2 separate regions of the Pan troglodytes genome follow, and region 2 is linked to region 1. Evidence: chromatin contacts called from public Hi-C data. All regions are on one chromosome and are shown on one strand. The core of a region is the stretch at or near the end of the contact, and the rest is flanking DNA. Distances in the headings are between cores, read along the strand shown. Region 1 holds the start of PGBD4 (piggyBac transposable element derived 4). Region 2 holds the start of SLC12A6 (solute carrier family 12 member 6).

What was found. Hi-C and Micro-C count contacts between places; a contact is called where the count stands out from the background.
Region 2: a Hi-C map of induced pluripotent stem cells shows a contact between it and region 1, with 1.7 times the contacts expected there. The contact joins the promoter of SLC12A6 here to the promoter of PGBD4 in region 1. A contact is called at or near these places in 2 of 7 Hi-C or Micro-C datasets (blood and induced pluripotent stem cells).

Annotation. Positions count from the first base shown.
Region 1 is chr16:26,024,910-26,032,386 of NHGRI_mPanTro3-v2.0_pri, reverse strand. It overlaps PGBD4 (piggyBac transposable element derived 4), which reads right to left and starts at 3,864. Exons shown (of 1, transcript XM_016927898.3): 1 at 1-3,864. The coding sequence starts at 3,864. The coding sequence ends at 2,107. It overlaps EMC7 (ER membrane protein complex subunit 7), which reads left to right and starts at 2,086. Exons shown (of 5, transcript XM_510278.7): 1 at 2,086-4,792. The coding sequence starts at 4,323.
Region 2 is chr16:26,260,936-26,268,412 of NHGRI_mPanTro3-v2.0_pri, reverse strand. It overlaps SLC12A6 (solute carrier family 12 member 6), which reads left to right and starts at 4,625. Exons shown (of 26, transcript XR_010151588.1): 1 at 4,625-6,269. NOP10 (NOP10 ribonucleoprotein) reads left to right here. Exons shown (of 2, transcript XM_001165824.6): 2 at 546-935. The coding sequence ends at 686.

The DNA.
Region 1 (7,477 bases), core at 2,615-5,114:
TGCGATCTTGGCTCACTGCAACCTCTGCCTCCCGGGTTCAAGTGATTCTCCTGTCTCAGCCTCCCAAGTAGCTGGGATTACAGGCACCCACCACTATGCCCAGCTAATTTTTTTTTGTATTTTTAGTAGAGACAGGGTTTCACCATGTTGGCCAGGCTAGTCTCAAACTCCTGACCTCGTGATTCGCCCGTCTCGGCCTTCCAAAGTGCTGGGATTACAGGCGTGAGCCACTGTGCCCGGCCCAGAAAGGAACTTTTACAAGATTTGGGCTTCTGTTGAATGATTGAGGAGAGTCTAGGGAAGCAAGGATTGGCTCTGGATTGGGTATCTCAGCAGTCTGTTCAGAGGCACGAGGAACAAAGCAAAGTCATTGGTAAGAAAGTGGTAATCACTGAAAAGAAGAAGGTTGTTAGGCATTTTGCAGGTGTGGTGTGGCCTTGGGAAGAAGTTTTCTGATGGCCTTGCCACTGGCCCTGTCTGTATCTAGTTGGTACATTACAGTCTGATTAAAATCAGCACTGATCTTTCCTTTCTCGGTCCTGAACTGACTTTTACTTTCTGACACTTGAATGTCTTATCTATTCAAAAACTAAGGCATATTTTAAAGTAAAAAGAATGAAAATAAACCTTCTCCACACACTTCTTGAGCCTAGATTACCAGTTCCCTAGCAAATAAGAAATTTATTTGGCGGACAAGAAAGTCAAGTGTGTGTGTGTGTGTGTGTGTGTTTCTGAGCAATGCTGCTCCTTCCGACGATCAAATATGAAGAAGTAACTATCTTCAGAAAAAAGATGAGGGCAAGTACCCCAGTACTGCAGTAGCTGATGCCTGGGAGACTGGAGTATAGGGGTGGCTCTGGGCATCATGTCCCCATCCCCTGCCAGGGCTGAGTACTTGGCTCTTGAATCTCTTTTTTCAATTGCTGTTACTCTTTCCCATGATGCTGACTCTAAGAGTGCACAAGGCTAAAACATGCATTGCTCTCAATAGGAATCTGTAGCAGAGACAGCGATGTTTAGGGCCAACAAAGATCTTGGGCAAGTCACTTCACTTTCCACCATAAAGAAAATGAAAGGGCTGGAGCAAATGATGCCTGAAATCTTGGCTAAGGCCTCAGCAATCAACATTGGCAGCAATCAACCCCTGCCCTCCTCCCCAATACAACCTTGTTATGTTCACAGTAAAACAATCACAACAGGAAGAATAGTGTAGCATCAGATAAATTGTCTTCCAATCCTTTTCACTAGAGGCAACCCTTAGTTAACAGTTATGTGTTTTTCCATCTATTTTTGTTCAGAGACAGTATCTCCTTCCCATTTTCCATTTAGGAAAAAAAAAAAGTGTAGCTCGCTGCCTGCACTCATTTAGTTTTACATAAACACCCTCTTTGAGGCTGAAGCAAATCTGACTGATTTTCAATGTGAAAATAAAATATAAAAACTGTTCTTGGTGCTAGGCGCAGTGGCTCACGCCTATAATCCCAGGACTTTGTGAGGCCCAGATGGGCGGATCACCTGAGGTCGGGAGGTCAAGACTAGCCTGACCAACATGGATAAACCCAGTCTCTACTAAAAATGCAAAATTAAGTGGGTGTGGTGGCACATGCCTGTAATCCCAGCTACTAGGGAGGCTGAGGCAGGAGAATCGCTTGAACCTGGGAGGTGGAGGTTACAGTGAGCCAAGATCATGCCATTGCACTCCAGCCTGGGCAACAAGAGTGAAACTCCGTCTCAAAACAAAACAAAACAAAACAAAAACAACAAAACTGTTCTTGGGGTTATTTCTTTTTTTTGAGATGGAGTCTCGCTATGTCACCCAGGCTGGAGTGCAGTGGTGTGATCTCAGCTCACTGCAACCTCCGCCTCATGGGTTCAAGCAATTCTCCTGCCTCAGCCTCCCAAGTAGCTTGGATTACAGGCATGTGCCACCACATCCAGCTAATTGTTGTATTTTTAGTAGAGACAGGGTTTCACCATGTTGGCCAGGCTGGTCTTGAATTCCTGATCTCAGGTGATCCACCCAGGTCGGCCTCCCAATCTTGGAGTTATTTCTAAACAGAACTTGTCTCTAATCCTAATGGAACAGATGTGTATGATGCTCGGTATTTAATAATTTTTTTTCGTGTGGTAAATTTCAAAGCATGGAACAACACAAAGCGGAACATCACATTGGGCACAAAAATAGCGCGTTTCTTTCCGGATCTTCTTGCCATCCTTGTCGTATTGGGAGCAGCAAATTTTGCAGCGACCAGTTGGATTCTGTTTCCCGGACGTTGCTGGTATGCTCTTGGGGAAATGTCTTCCAGACAGACGAAGAGGTGTGACATCATCGGAGCACGGACGACCTCGAAGATGTTGCTGCCCTGGCTTGTGATGCTTTTCCAGCATTCTTTCAATCAATGCCAGTCTGAAGTTTATATGGCTCATCGTGTGCTCAGGATTATCCTTCTTGAACAGGATGTAGGAGTTCAGCACTGTAATGTGTAGAAGATGGTGAAAGAATTTCTTATACCAAACCTTGTGTCTTTTGCGCTCAGATGGATAAGAAGTAAGCATTTGATCAGCCGAGTCCACTGCTCCCATATTCTCGTTATAATCCACAATGACACGTGGCCTTTTAGTTTTCTTTCCATTTCTATTGTTTACTTCAATCACAGTATCATTGTGGAATGTTGACAACATTGTCACCTCCTTGCCGTCACACCATTTCAGTGCCATAAGTTCACCACAGAATCTGGCTACAGTCGTCCCCTTTGCAATCCTTTTTTTCAGATCATTTGGAATCTGTTTTCTGTTCAAATGAGCTGTCCCAACTGCATCAGTCCTATTTTGATGTAATTCTCTGAAAAGCATGGGAGATATATTAAAGTTATCGAGGAAGACACAATACCCTTGGCCAAGAAGGTCATTGACCAAGGTAAGAACAATGCGTGATGATTTCAGGCCATCGGCTGAATCTTTCAAATTCATGCCAGGCCCTGTGTGAACAAGCGCATTCCACACATAACCAGACTGACTTTCACAAAGTACATATAGCTTCAGACCAAATCGTACTCGTTTTGTCGGGAGGTACTGCTTCATAGCTAATGGCCCCTTGAACAGCATCAGTGATTCATCAACTGCAATGTTTCTGTTTGGAGTATATACAGTTGAGAATTTATTTACAAGAAAGTCGAACACAGGTTTGATCTTCTGCAATGAAATCTGGGCCTTTGATTGACCAGCAGATATAGAAGAATTGTTGACAAAATGCAGGCACCGAAACAAAAGTAAAAATCTTTCACCAGTCATAATTTGCCTGAGATAAGGTGTATCCAAAAGAGGCCTTGTTGACCAAAACATCTCCAGCTCAGGTTTCTGCACAATACCTTGCAGTAACATTACTGCAAAAAAGACTTTGAGCTCGTCATTGTCAGTGTCTTTCCATTTATCCATTCGCGAAAATCCTTTCGGACCCGGTGGCTTTGAAGCCAACAAGGCAGCTTGGGCATTTGTTTCTCTAGTAATTTTTGAAACTAATTCCTCAGTAAAGAACAGTTCAAAATACTGCAATGGGTCAGTGATATCACTGACATCGACTTTTCTGCCAGGTGTGCCGGTAAAGTCATACCTTTGACGTGGAATCATAGCACGAGCTGACCATTTCATGGAGCGCCCTGAGTCACTTGATGTAGAGCTCTTTCCATCAGATTCTAAATGGGACAGAGGCCTGATCTTATCGTCTTCTAAAGCACTATCCGAAAAATTATCAGAATCATCTATTTCCGAAAAATCAGATTCATCAAATGAATCTTCAGCCAACAACTGTTCGAGACCGGTATTACTATCACGCATAGGAATGCTACGTTTTCTAGGATTTGACATTTCAGCGATCGAGAATTACTATATTTTGTAGATGGAAATACCACTACTAAAAACAGAATGCTATAAATAGAATGATGTCTTTTGTTTCAAAAGTCAATATACCAGAACCATGCGAAAATAACAGAAACGAGATATTTCGTGGCAAACTTTGGGAGTAAGGTTGGCACTGTAATCCACGAGTTATCTCGGCGTAAACGCTGCAGTCGCAGGCACAGCAGCGCGTAATCTCGGGGCTAAGGAGAAAGGGGTTAAACGCACACAGACAGAAGAAGCCTTTCATCTCATACGTCTTGGGGAGTCTCTAGAAGTTTTTTGAAAGGTCTCTTCTGGATGGTGTTTCTCCCGAAGCCAGTCTCGTCATCTTTTACTCCCGTGAGGTCCTTGGCCTCCGTGGCTGCCGCAGCAACACACACTTGACTTTCACTTCATGGGCAGTCCGCTTCATAGGCACTTGACACATGCTCTGTGCGCCGTCTTCCAATCCAGAGTGCCGGGAGCTAAGGGCAGTACTTCCGCCTTACTTCCGCCTCGCTAGTCGATCGGCCATCATCTCTTCCCTCTGGTTGGATCCCACAGCTTATGACAGAAACGGGCGCGCAGTGATGACAACATCAAGCCGCCAGCGGCGGCGGTGGCGGCCGGGAGACTGGGAGGGCTTCCGGGGCTGCCGGTCTGAGTGCAGAGCTGCTGTCATGGCGGCCGCTCTGTGGGGCTTCTTTCCCGTCCTGCTGCTGCTGCTGCTATCGGGGGATGTCCAGAGCTCGGAGGTGCCCGGGGCTGCTGCTGAGGGATCGGGAGGGAGTGGGGTCGGCATAGGAGATCGCTTCAAGATTGAGGGGCGTGCAGTTGTTCCAGGGGTGAAGCCTCAGGACTGGATCTCGGCGGCCCGAGTGCTGGTAGACGGAGAAGAGCACGTCGGTTTCCTTAAGTGAGCATCCTGAGGGCAGCGGGAAAAAGGCTGGGATGGAGGCCGGACAGGGACCCCACCAGGAGAGTTAAGCGTCAGGACGGGACAACATCGCTGTCTCAGACTGAAGGGGAGGGTGCCGCTAACGGTCTATGCCGGGAGACCTTGGGAGGCAGTCGGATGCTTTCCCTTTCCTGGTCCTGTACCTCTGGAATGAGCATGGCAGGCGCTCACCCCCTGCCCTGGTCAGAGCTTGGAGTCAGTTATTTCCAACCTTATTTTGGCCCCATGTGGGGACGATCATTCCTGGGCCCTGGGGACAGGTGGACCCTTATTAGTCTCTTGTTGGATTCTTTTATATCTCATCTGGTTTCCCTAGAACCTAGTCGTTTTTTGCATTCACTTCAGTCTTTTGGTAGCTTGTTATTATGTAGAAAGATGCGACACAAGTGGGAATTCTCAAAACCCAAAGGGCTTCTAGTGACGACATAGACTGGGAGGCTAATGTTACTGCTTCTAAAATTAATAGGCTCTGAAATCCCTAATCAAAGCACTTTTTTTTTTTTTTTTTTTGCTTGGGGGTGGGATTGTTGTTCTTTTTTACAGTTGAATTCATCGAGAGATTTGCTATATCACACTTGTCATTTATGTGAGACTAGGGTTCCTCTACATTGCTTTCTTGCTTCTGTCCTTTCATGCTATTAGTGGAAGTGGGTTTTCTGTCTATATTAAAAGACAGGACGAATTTGTTAGCACTAGTTTTGCAGCAGCCTGCTTTTGAAATGTCTAGGCACGCGTATGTTGTTTTAAATCTTTCCACCCTTACTTGGAGGTGAAACTGTAAACTGAAAGCAAATAATTAGGAAGTATTTCCTTTGGTGGGTTCGTACACCAGCAAATGGTATCTGAAAATCAGACAACTTAAATGTAGACATTTAAATCCAAATCTGATTTACATATTTGTTCAGATCATCTAAGTGCCCTTGAGTGGTTATTCAACCTCAGATTAATAAATAGTGACAAATTTACAACCAGTATTTTACTGCTGTCTGTCATTAAGAATCTGGCATTAGGGCATTCGTTAGAGTTTACCCTAATTAATGATGTTTTAATGATAAAGTTCTCATTAAGCTTTAGGAATAAGCCTTAATTGACCATTTGGCCACTCTTCTGTATACAGTTCTTTTAAAAAGCATTTAATTTCTGTTTAAAAATAGTATATTAGAAACAAAGTAGGAAAACAACCCTTAATGTTTCATTGTATCTTTCTTTTTATTTTTTTGAGACAAGGTCTTTTTCTGTTACTCAGCCTGGAGTGCAGTGGCGAGATCATAGTTCATGGCAGCTTCGAACTTCTGTACTCAAGTGATCCTCCTGTCTCAGCCTCCTGAGTAGATAGGACTACAGGCGGACGCCATCATGTCCAGCTAATTTTTTAATTTTTTGTAGAGACAGGGTCTTGCTATGTTGCCCGGTGTAGTCTCAAACTCCTGGCCTCAAGTGATATTTCTGCCTCAGCCTGTCACATTTTTGGGATTATAGGCGTGAGCCACGGTGCCTGCCATTTTTCCAGCTTCTTTTGGAATCATATGACTTAGGTTTTTACTAGTAAAATACAACATGTAGTAGTTTGTATCCTGCCTTTTTCACTTAATATTTTTGAACAGCTTTTGATACCATTTCATGTTCTTTATTTGTATGTAGAAAGGTTGATGGAGAATTTCCAGGCGCGGTGGCTCATACCTGTAATCTTACTTTGGGAGGCTGAGGTGGAAGGATCGCTTGAGCCCAGGAGTTTCAGACCAGCTGGGGCAACATAGTGGGACCCCATCTCTACAAAAAATAAATAATTAGCCAGGAGTGGTGGTGTGCACCTGTAGTCCAAGCTACTCAGGAGGCTGAGGTGGGAGGATCACTTGAGCCAAGGCGGTTGAGGCTGTAGTGAGCTGTGATCATGCCATTGCATTCCAGCCTGGGCTACAGAGCAAAACCCCGTCTCTCAGGAAAAAAAGAAACATTGATGGAGAATTAATATGAGGAGTTTATGGTGATAATCTTATTGGAAAAGGGGTAGGTAATTTGTATTGTAGCTGTTTTGCATGACTAGCACACAGTTTTGACTTATATTTGTGCTTACTGGAGGTGGCTTAGGACTTAGTTAATGGAGATAAAGGGAATTGGGCCTGAAGACTCCTCATGCCATTTCTTGCTATCATCACAATGTATATAAGCCATAATTTATTTAACCAGTCCTCTGTTTTTGGACAGGTGGTTTTCATGTGTTTTTGTTTGTTTGTTTGTTTACATAGTAATATTATATTCTATACTTTTTTGCACTTTTTATTATAGAAATTTTCAAACATTTATAGAATGGCATTCTACTGTTTTGTTTCATGTCTTTTGTGTACCTCATTAATTTCTTTCTGAAATATTTTTAAATGGTTCTAAGCATAATAGGATTTTACTTGTAAAAGCATTATTATGTATCTCCAAAAAATAAGGACTTAAACAAAAACCACATTACCATTATTGATTCAACAAAATAATCATGCCTTAATATCATCTAACAGTCCCATTTTTATGTTTCCTCAGTTATCTCAACAATATTTTTTATATAATCATTCTTTCAAGTCAGGATCCAATAAGGCCTACATTTTGTAGAGTACATTTTTAAGGATGAATTTTAAATTTTGTATTGCAAACTTT
Region 2 (7,477 bases), core at 3,376-5,875, 240 kb before region 1:
CGGGAGGCAGAGGTTGCAGTGAGCCGGGATAGCGCCATTGCAGTCACTTTCCCTTTTTTTTTTTTTTTTTTTTTTAAAGACAGGGACTCGCTTTGTTGCCTAGGCTGTAGTGCAGAGGCGCGGTCTCGGCTCACTGCAACCTCCGCCTCCTGGGCTCAAACAATCCTTCTGCCTCAGCCTCCCGAGTAGTTGGGACTACAGGCGTGCGCCACCACACCCGGCTAATTTTTGGTTTTGGGGTTTTTTGTTTGGTTGGTTGGTTTTGTTTGTTTGTTTGTTGTAGAGACGAGGTTTCGCCATATTGCCCAGGCTGGTCTCAAACTTCTGACCTCAAGCCATCCTCCCGCCTCGACCTCCCAAAGTGCCAGGATTACAGGCGTGAGCCACCGCGCTCGGCCTTTTTAAATTTTATATTTCTCTATTTATTTGTACAACTTTTTGAGTTGACCATTGCATCTTCTGTTTTCATGTTTGCCCTTTTTCGCGCTGGCCCCACCCCATTTCATCACTCCTGTACTGACATACATTCTCTGTTCCTGGAGCAGAAATTTGACCCAATGGGACAACAGACCTGCTCAGCCCATCCTGCTCGGTTCTCCCCAGATGACAAATACTCTCGACACCGAATCACCATCAAGAAACGCTTCAAGGTGCTCATGACCCAGCAACCGCGCCCTGTCCTCTGAAGGTCCCTTAAACTGATGTCTTTTCTGCCGCCTGTTACCCCTCGGAGACTCCGTAACCAAACTCTTCGGACTGTGAGCCCTGATGCCTTTTTGCCAGCCATACTCTTTGGCATCCAGTCTCTCGGGGCGATTGATCATGCTTGTGTGAGGCAATCATGGTGGCATCACCCATAAAGGGAACACATTTGACTTTTTTTCTCATATTTTAAATTACTACAAGATTATTAAAGATAAAATTATTTGAAAAACTCTTATTTTGTGAGTTGTTGGAGGAAAGGATTGGCAATATTTTTTTAAAGGGAGGGAGATGATAAAGGAGAGTACCCCAGAGAGTTGCAACAATACCACTTGGAAGAAAAACTTCAGTCCTGCTGTTGCAAGAGTGGTCATGTGCTGTTCATGATAGGAGGGTATTGGGGAAGAAAGATTAAGACTTTCACAGCTGTCAGCATTCACTGAAAAATACCCCTGTTGTCACTTACATAATTTCTTGTCCCTTGAAATAACATTTTGATTAAAAATGGAAGAGTACTTGTAAAAGTAATAGGCATAATATAGACAGAAGTCAGTGAATTGAAAGTCAGAAGACCAGTATTTGCTTTTTGTATAACTTTGAGAAAGTTACTTAACCTGTTTAGTCTGATTTTTCTCCTGATTAACTTATCTTTGAGCTCAAATTGATTTAGTGGTGGGCCTTTCTTTTTTTTTTTTTGAGACAGAGTCTAGATCTGTTGTCCAGGCTGGAGTGCAGGGGTGCAGCCTTGGCTGACTACAACCTCCGTCTCCCAGGTTCAAGCAATTCTCCTGCCTCAGCTTCCCAAGTAACTGGGATTACAGATGCACGCCACCACACCTGGCTAATTTTTGTATTTCTTTTAGTAGTGACAGGGTTTCGCCATGTCGGCCAAGCTGGTCTCAAACTCCTCACCTCAAGTGATCCACCCACCTCAGCCTCCCAAAGTGCTGGGATTACAGGCATGAGTCACCACACCTGGCCTGGGTCTGTCTGTCTTTCTTTCTTTCTTTCTTTCTTTTTTGAGATGGAGTTTTGCTCTTGTACCCCAGGCTGGAGTGCAGTGGCGCCATCTTGGTTCACTGCAACCTCCGCCTCCTGGGTTCAAGCTATTCTCCTGCCTCAGCCTCCCGAGTAGCTAGGACTACAGGCGCACACCACCATACCTGGCTAATTTTTGTATTTTTAGTAGAAACAAGGTTTCACCTTGTTGGTCAGGCTGATATCAAACTCCTGACCTCAAGTAATCCGCCCTTCTCAGCCTCCCAAAGTGCTGGGATTACAGGCATGAGCCACCTTGGCCGGCCTAGTGCTGCGGATTTTAAAATTGCTTTGTGGAGTCTGTATTTTAATTCTGCAATCTTTATTTTCTATGATAAAAATTCTAGATTCCAGAAGCAGATATAACTTAAATTAGCACAGATGTGATTTATGAAGACATGCCCTGGAAATACTTTTTTTTTTTTTTTTTTTTTGAGTCAGGTCTCACTCCTGTGGTCCAGGCAGGAGTGCAGTGATGTGATCACAACTCATTGCAGCCTCTACCTCCCTGTCTCAAGCGGTCCACCCCATTTTTTAATTTTTTATAGAAACGAGGTCTCACTATGTTGCCCAAGCTGGTGTTGCACTCCTGGGCTCAAGCTGTCCTCCTGCCTTGGCCTCCTAAAGTGTTGGGATTACGAGCGTGAGCCACAGTGCCCGGCCAGACTTTGCTTTTCTTGGATCTTGCTATTTGACCATCCCAGCAGAAAAGTTCAGGATAGTTGTGGGTTGCTGAAAAGAAAAAAAAAAAATCTCTCAACTGGAGTCATAATTAATAGAAGACAGATGATTTTGAAATACATTACTGAAACATATAGGAATGGTGAAATGAGATACTTGTTTCCTGTCAAGGAATTTTATTTCTTAGCCTGTTCGCTTACTTGCAGGGTTCTTAACATTGGATCTGAAGGATTTTAAAGAGTTAACTTAGAGAAAGTGGAAATGGGATACTTGTTTCCTGTCGAGCAATTTTATTTCTTAGCTTGTTCACTTACAGGATTGGATATAACATTGGATCTGAAAGATTTTTAAAAGTTATCTTATCCAATTAAGGGGATAATGATTGGAGACACGTTTCTTAAGCACCAAAGTCAGTAAGTGAATTTTGCTACCATTTTTTTAATGTTGGCTGCAGTTCTGCCTTTATCTTACAAAAAAGAAAAAAAAAAAAAAAAGAATTAGCATTGCTCCATGCTACCACCTGTGTAGACTTAAAAGCTTTAACCTGAAAATATTCCTAATGAATATAGAGGAGAGAAAGCAAACTGGCATGAATATAAAAAGGACTTTTTCCATAAGAGATCCCCTGAGGAATGAGGCTTCATTTTGCACCAGAGGCTGTGTCTCCCTGAGAAAATAAAGAGATCCCTGGGGTATTAACGTCTGAGACACACATTTATAGAGCTTGGTTAGTGCTCAGAAACAAGAAAAGTCTTAACAGGGATAGTATATTGGAATTAGGTGGTATATATAAGTAAATGCAGATACAATGGTAGGAAATTGGGTTTCATAAAAATTCTGTTTCTTTATAAAGGAAAAGTCTGAAGTTTGAATGAACGGCAGGCCTGCCTGAGGAAAAAATTGATCCTGCTGAGGCTGGATGAAAGCTGTGGGCCTGAATCAAGAAACCCAGACTTTATAAAGAGTCAAACTTTAGGAGGTTTACACTTTACATTAGGATTTCTCATTTTGTTACCAGGATCTTTTTAACCTTTTTGATCCTTCAATCCTTGAAAGGATTTGGACTTTGTGTGTCATTTGATAAAAGAGAACTTCCGGGAATACAGTTCCCATTACTAGGAGTGCTGCTTAAACATAACCACTTGTGAGGAGCCAAGACCCCAGGCAAAACCAGGGGCCAGTTTCTGGGCCCAGGTGATTGTTAAATTTAGAGGTCTTGATCACAGCTATAGGAAATAGCTTTTCAAACAAAACATTGGTGAGTCAGAATTTATCGAACACCTCCATTTATACATTAAATAAACACTAAGAAAAAATATTCTAGCGACAAACGTAGTGGTGAAAACATGGAATGGATTTGAGAAAATACATCAACGTCTTCTCCAGGTATAAAAAAATGTATTATTTAGTGGAACTTTCAGTCTGACTAGAAAGTGGACATAGCATTTATTAAAAGGACAAGAACAACAACAAAAAATTAAAGTAGGACAAATGTGTTTAAGGTACTTTATAGTTTTATTTTTATTTATTTATTTCTTTGAGACGGAGTTTTGCTCTTGTCCCCCCAGGCTGGAGTGCAATGGTGCGTTCTCGGCTCACTGCAACCTCCGCCTCCCGAGTTCAAGCGATTCTCCTGCCTCAGTCTAAGGAATAGCTGGAATTACAGGCACACGCCACCACGCCCGGCTAATTTTTGAATTTTTGGTAGAGACGGGGTTTCGCTATGCTGGCCAGGCTGGTCTGGAACTCCTGAGCTCAGGTGATCACGCCCGCCTCAGCCTCCCAAAGTGCTAGGATTACAGTCGTGAACCACCGCGCCAGGCCTACTTTATAGTTTTAATTTTTTTTTTTTTTACATAAAAGTGGTTTATTTGTATGTAGACCTCTACATAAAAATTACAATGAGGGTTATTCCCAGGTATAGGAGCGGTGTTTCTGGTTAAAGAAATCATGAATGATGTTTTCAGAGACACTCATGAAAGAGAAATGGCTCCCCGGGTTCTGAGGGTGAGGAGCAGCGCCCGCCCTCTAGGATGCTTCCAGAGTGAGTGTGCAGCACAGCCGGACCAAGGAAAAGGATTATTCCCCTCTTCACGCGGGTCGGGCCGTGCCCTGGACTACAACTCCCGTCGTGCCCCTGGCCACTCGTATTCGGCCCCGCCCCGCCTGCCGTGTCCCGCGGCGAGCGCAGGCGCGCTGCAGTCGGTCACCGCGGGCTGCGGCGGCTGGGCGGGGCTTTCGGGCGCCCGCGGGACGGTTCCGCCCTCTCACTGCAACCCCGGGCTTCTCTTCGCAAGGTTCACCTCGAATGAGGAACAAGCAGGGAGGGAAGGGAAGGGCTGCGGCGGCGCGGGCGCACCCCGTCGGGCCCGGGGCTGGGGGAGGCCAGGTCACGTAACTGCTGCTCTGGCGTCGGGCCGGGGAGGGGGCGCCAGCCCAGGCAGCGCGAACCCTGCGCGCGCCGCGGCTCTGAAACAGTTACCGGCTAGTAAACAACAGCTGCGCGCGCACCCGCATCAGCTGGCGCCGGGATACTGCACCTGCGACCTCCTTCTCCCTCACCCTGCTGCCCAGTCAGGCCAGCCTGCGTGACCGTCTCCTCCTCTACTGGGACCCGGAGGAAGAACGACGAGGGGGTGACCTGCGCCGGGGCGGGGGTAGGGGAGAACGCGCCTCCGGCAAAGGGGGTGGCTCGTCCTGTCACACGCAGGAGAAACCTAGCGAGCGGACCGTGGCTCAGTGGACTAGCTACGACTTGCCACGACTCTGAGCTGCAGTCCGAGGTGTCTTGATCCGCTAACCTCCTCCCAGACCCCGAGGACCTTTCTGCTAGGAGAAGAGCGGGCGCGCCACCCCCACCGACCTCTCGGAGACAGGAATCCGCTCTGCCCCTGCATCCTCCTCTGCTCACCCTTCTGTCAGTAGTGTGGGTTATTTTTCCCGTTATGCATGTGCACCTTTCCAACCAGACCCAAGTGGATTGTCGACATCAAAAACACCGGGTGGCTTTGCATACACCTCCCCCCAGCCAGACCTGTGGGGTATTCACCTGATACACAACAGGTGGCCGGGTGTACACCTTTTTGCAATCTGATCCACGCTATAGTCGCCTGATAAAGGTTTGCCTGCACGCACTTCGCCCAACTAGAACCGTGGGACACTCATCAGATAAAGGACTACCTCGACAGGAAACTGGGGGCTGAGGGGAGGGAGGCTTCATCTGCTGCCCTGAGACCATGGCACTGAGCCTTCAGCCCCGGACCAGAGGGGTTAGCTAGGTAGCTCTTCATTCTGAAGGAAAGAAGTCACACAAGATTGGCATTGTTTTGTCTTTTTGTTTTTTGTTTTTTTCTCTCTTAAAAAATATATTCATCTATTGGTGATGCACTTTCTAGGGCAGTCGGCTTGAATTCTGAGTAGAAGTATTCTTAGTTGGGGCTTTTTGTGTGGTGTGAATCAAGGTTATTGAAATGTGTTATTTTTCAAGTTACCTTTTGTATTGCAGTCAAAAGTAGCTAGCGTAAGAGGAAGATTTTGCGAGGTTCCCCCCACTTTTTTTGTTCTTAAAAAGAACAAAATGCATCCTCCAGAAACCACCACCAAGATGGCTTCAGTTCGGTTCATGGTGACACCGACAAAGATCGATGACATTCCAGGTTTGTCAGACACCAGTCCAGACCTCAGCTCTCGATCTAGTTCCCGAGTAAGATTTAGCTCCCGGGAAAGCGTGCCTGAAACAAGCCGGAGTGAGCCTATGAGTGAGATGTCTGGGGCCACCACTTCGCTGGCAACTGTTGCACTGGATCCACCCAGTGACCGGACTTCTCACCCCCAGGATGTCATCGAGGGTAAGCAGAAACACAGACCGCAGCATACTTTCATTACTGGCTTCTTTATCCAAGATGACCATCTATGGATCTGGAAGATCATAATCATATAATTATGATTATAATAGTCATCAGGAACCAAGGCATCTCTTTGTGAGATGCTTAGGAACTCTTTGGAATAATAGCATAGTGGCTCTTTGCAGTAGTAATTTGGTATGTGGGAACGTGTATGACAAGAAGGAAGGCAAATGTATATTTTAACTTCCTCATTTTTGTCTTCTTAGAAATGAAGTGGGTATTTTGGTTAAAGGTGAATATCAAAGAATGTAATCGTTTTCAGCACACAGAATCCTAAATTTTAAAATTTAGTGAGTTGGATATGTGTTCTGTAGCCATCATTGGCTATTTCAGTCTGCTTTAAGACTGGTTTCATGGAGTAGTTACTGGTCGTATCTTAGCAGCTTTCCTCCAAGACTTCGAATGTGTATTGCAAAATTCTTTTTTGAAATCTGTATTTTTATGGAGACCTTGACACAAGTAGCTAAGCCCACTCAGGGTGATGGTGGGTAGACCTAATGTGCTATTCTGTCAAATGGAAGACTTCTGAAAAGGCTTTTAGGGCCTGATTCCCATGTAATTTATTCTCTCTGAGCTTTAGATGGAAAGTCTGATGATTAGAGTTAGCAGGTAGCACACAAGCCACTCCTGGCTCATGTTGACTGCTACAGCCCTTTAGCTTCCTAAACCAGTTTGTGTGTGTCAGCTGGCTTGGTTTTATTTGATGTACTGGGAAGAGGTGATGGAAGAGAGAGAAGAGAGAAAATGGGGAGATCATAACATTTTTTGGACTCTGAAATTTAAAAGTTTGAGACCTGTACTGCTTTATATATTTAGTTTTATGCTGTGTTGTAACTAATGTAATCTTTTAATGATAAAAATTTCCCTTAAAGACTCTTAAAATAATATTCCACCCAAGTTTGAAAACCATAGCCTCACCCACTGACTTGTGAAAGCAAGGCTTACTCACCATTTTCCGGTGTCAGGAAATATTGTTCCTTTTAACCTAAAGGGTTCAGGAAACCAGAATGATTTTAGTTCCCTAATTCTGTTTGTGTTTTTAGTATCTGGAGACAAGGTAGATTTGGTAAAGTTTACAGTCCTAGAATTCACTCATCCTTGACTAATCATTTTTTCTTTTATGGAGACATAGGTTGGTTCTCAGACTTTAC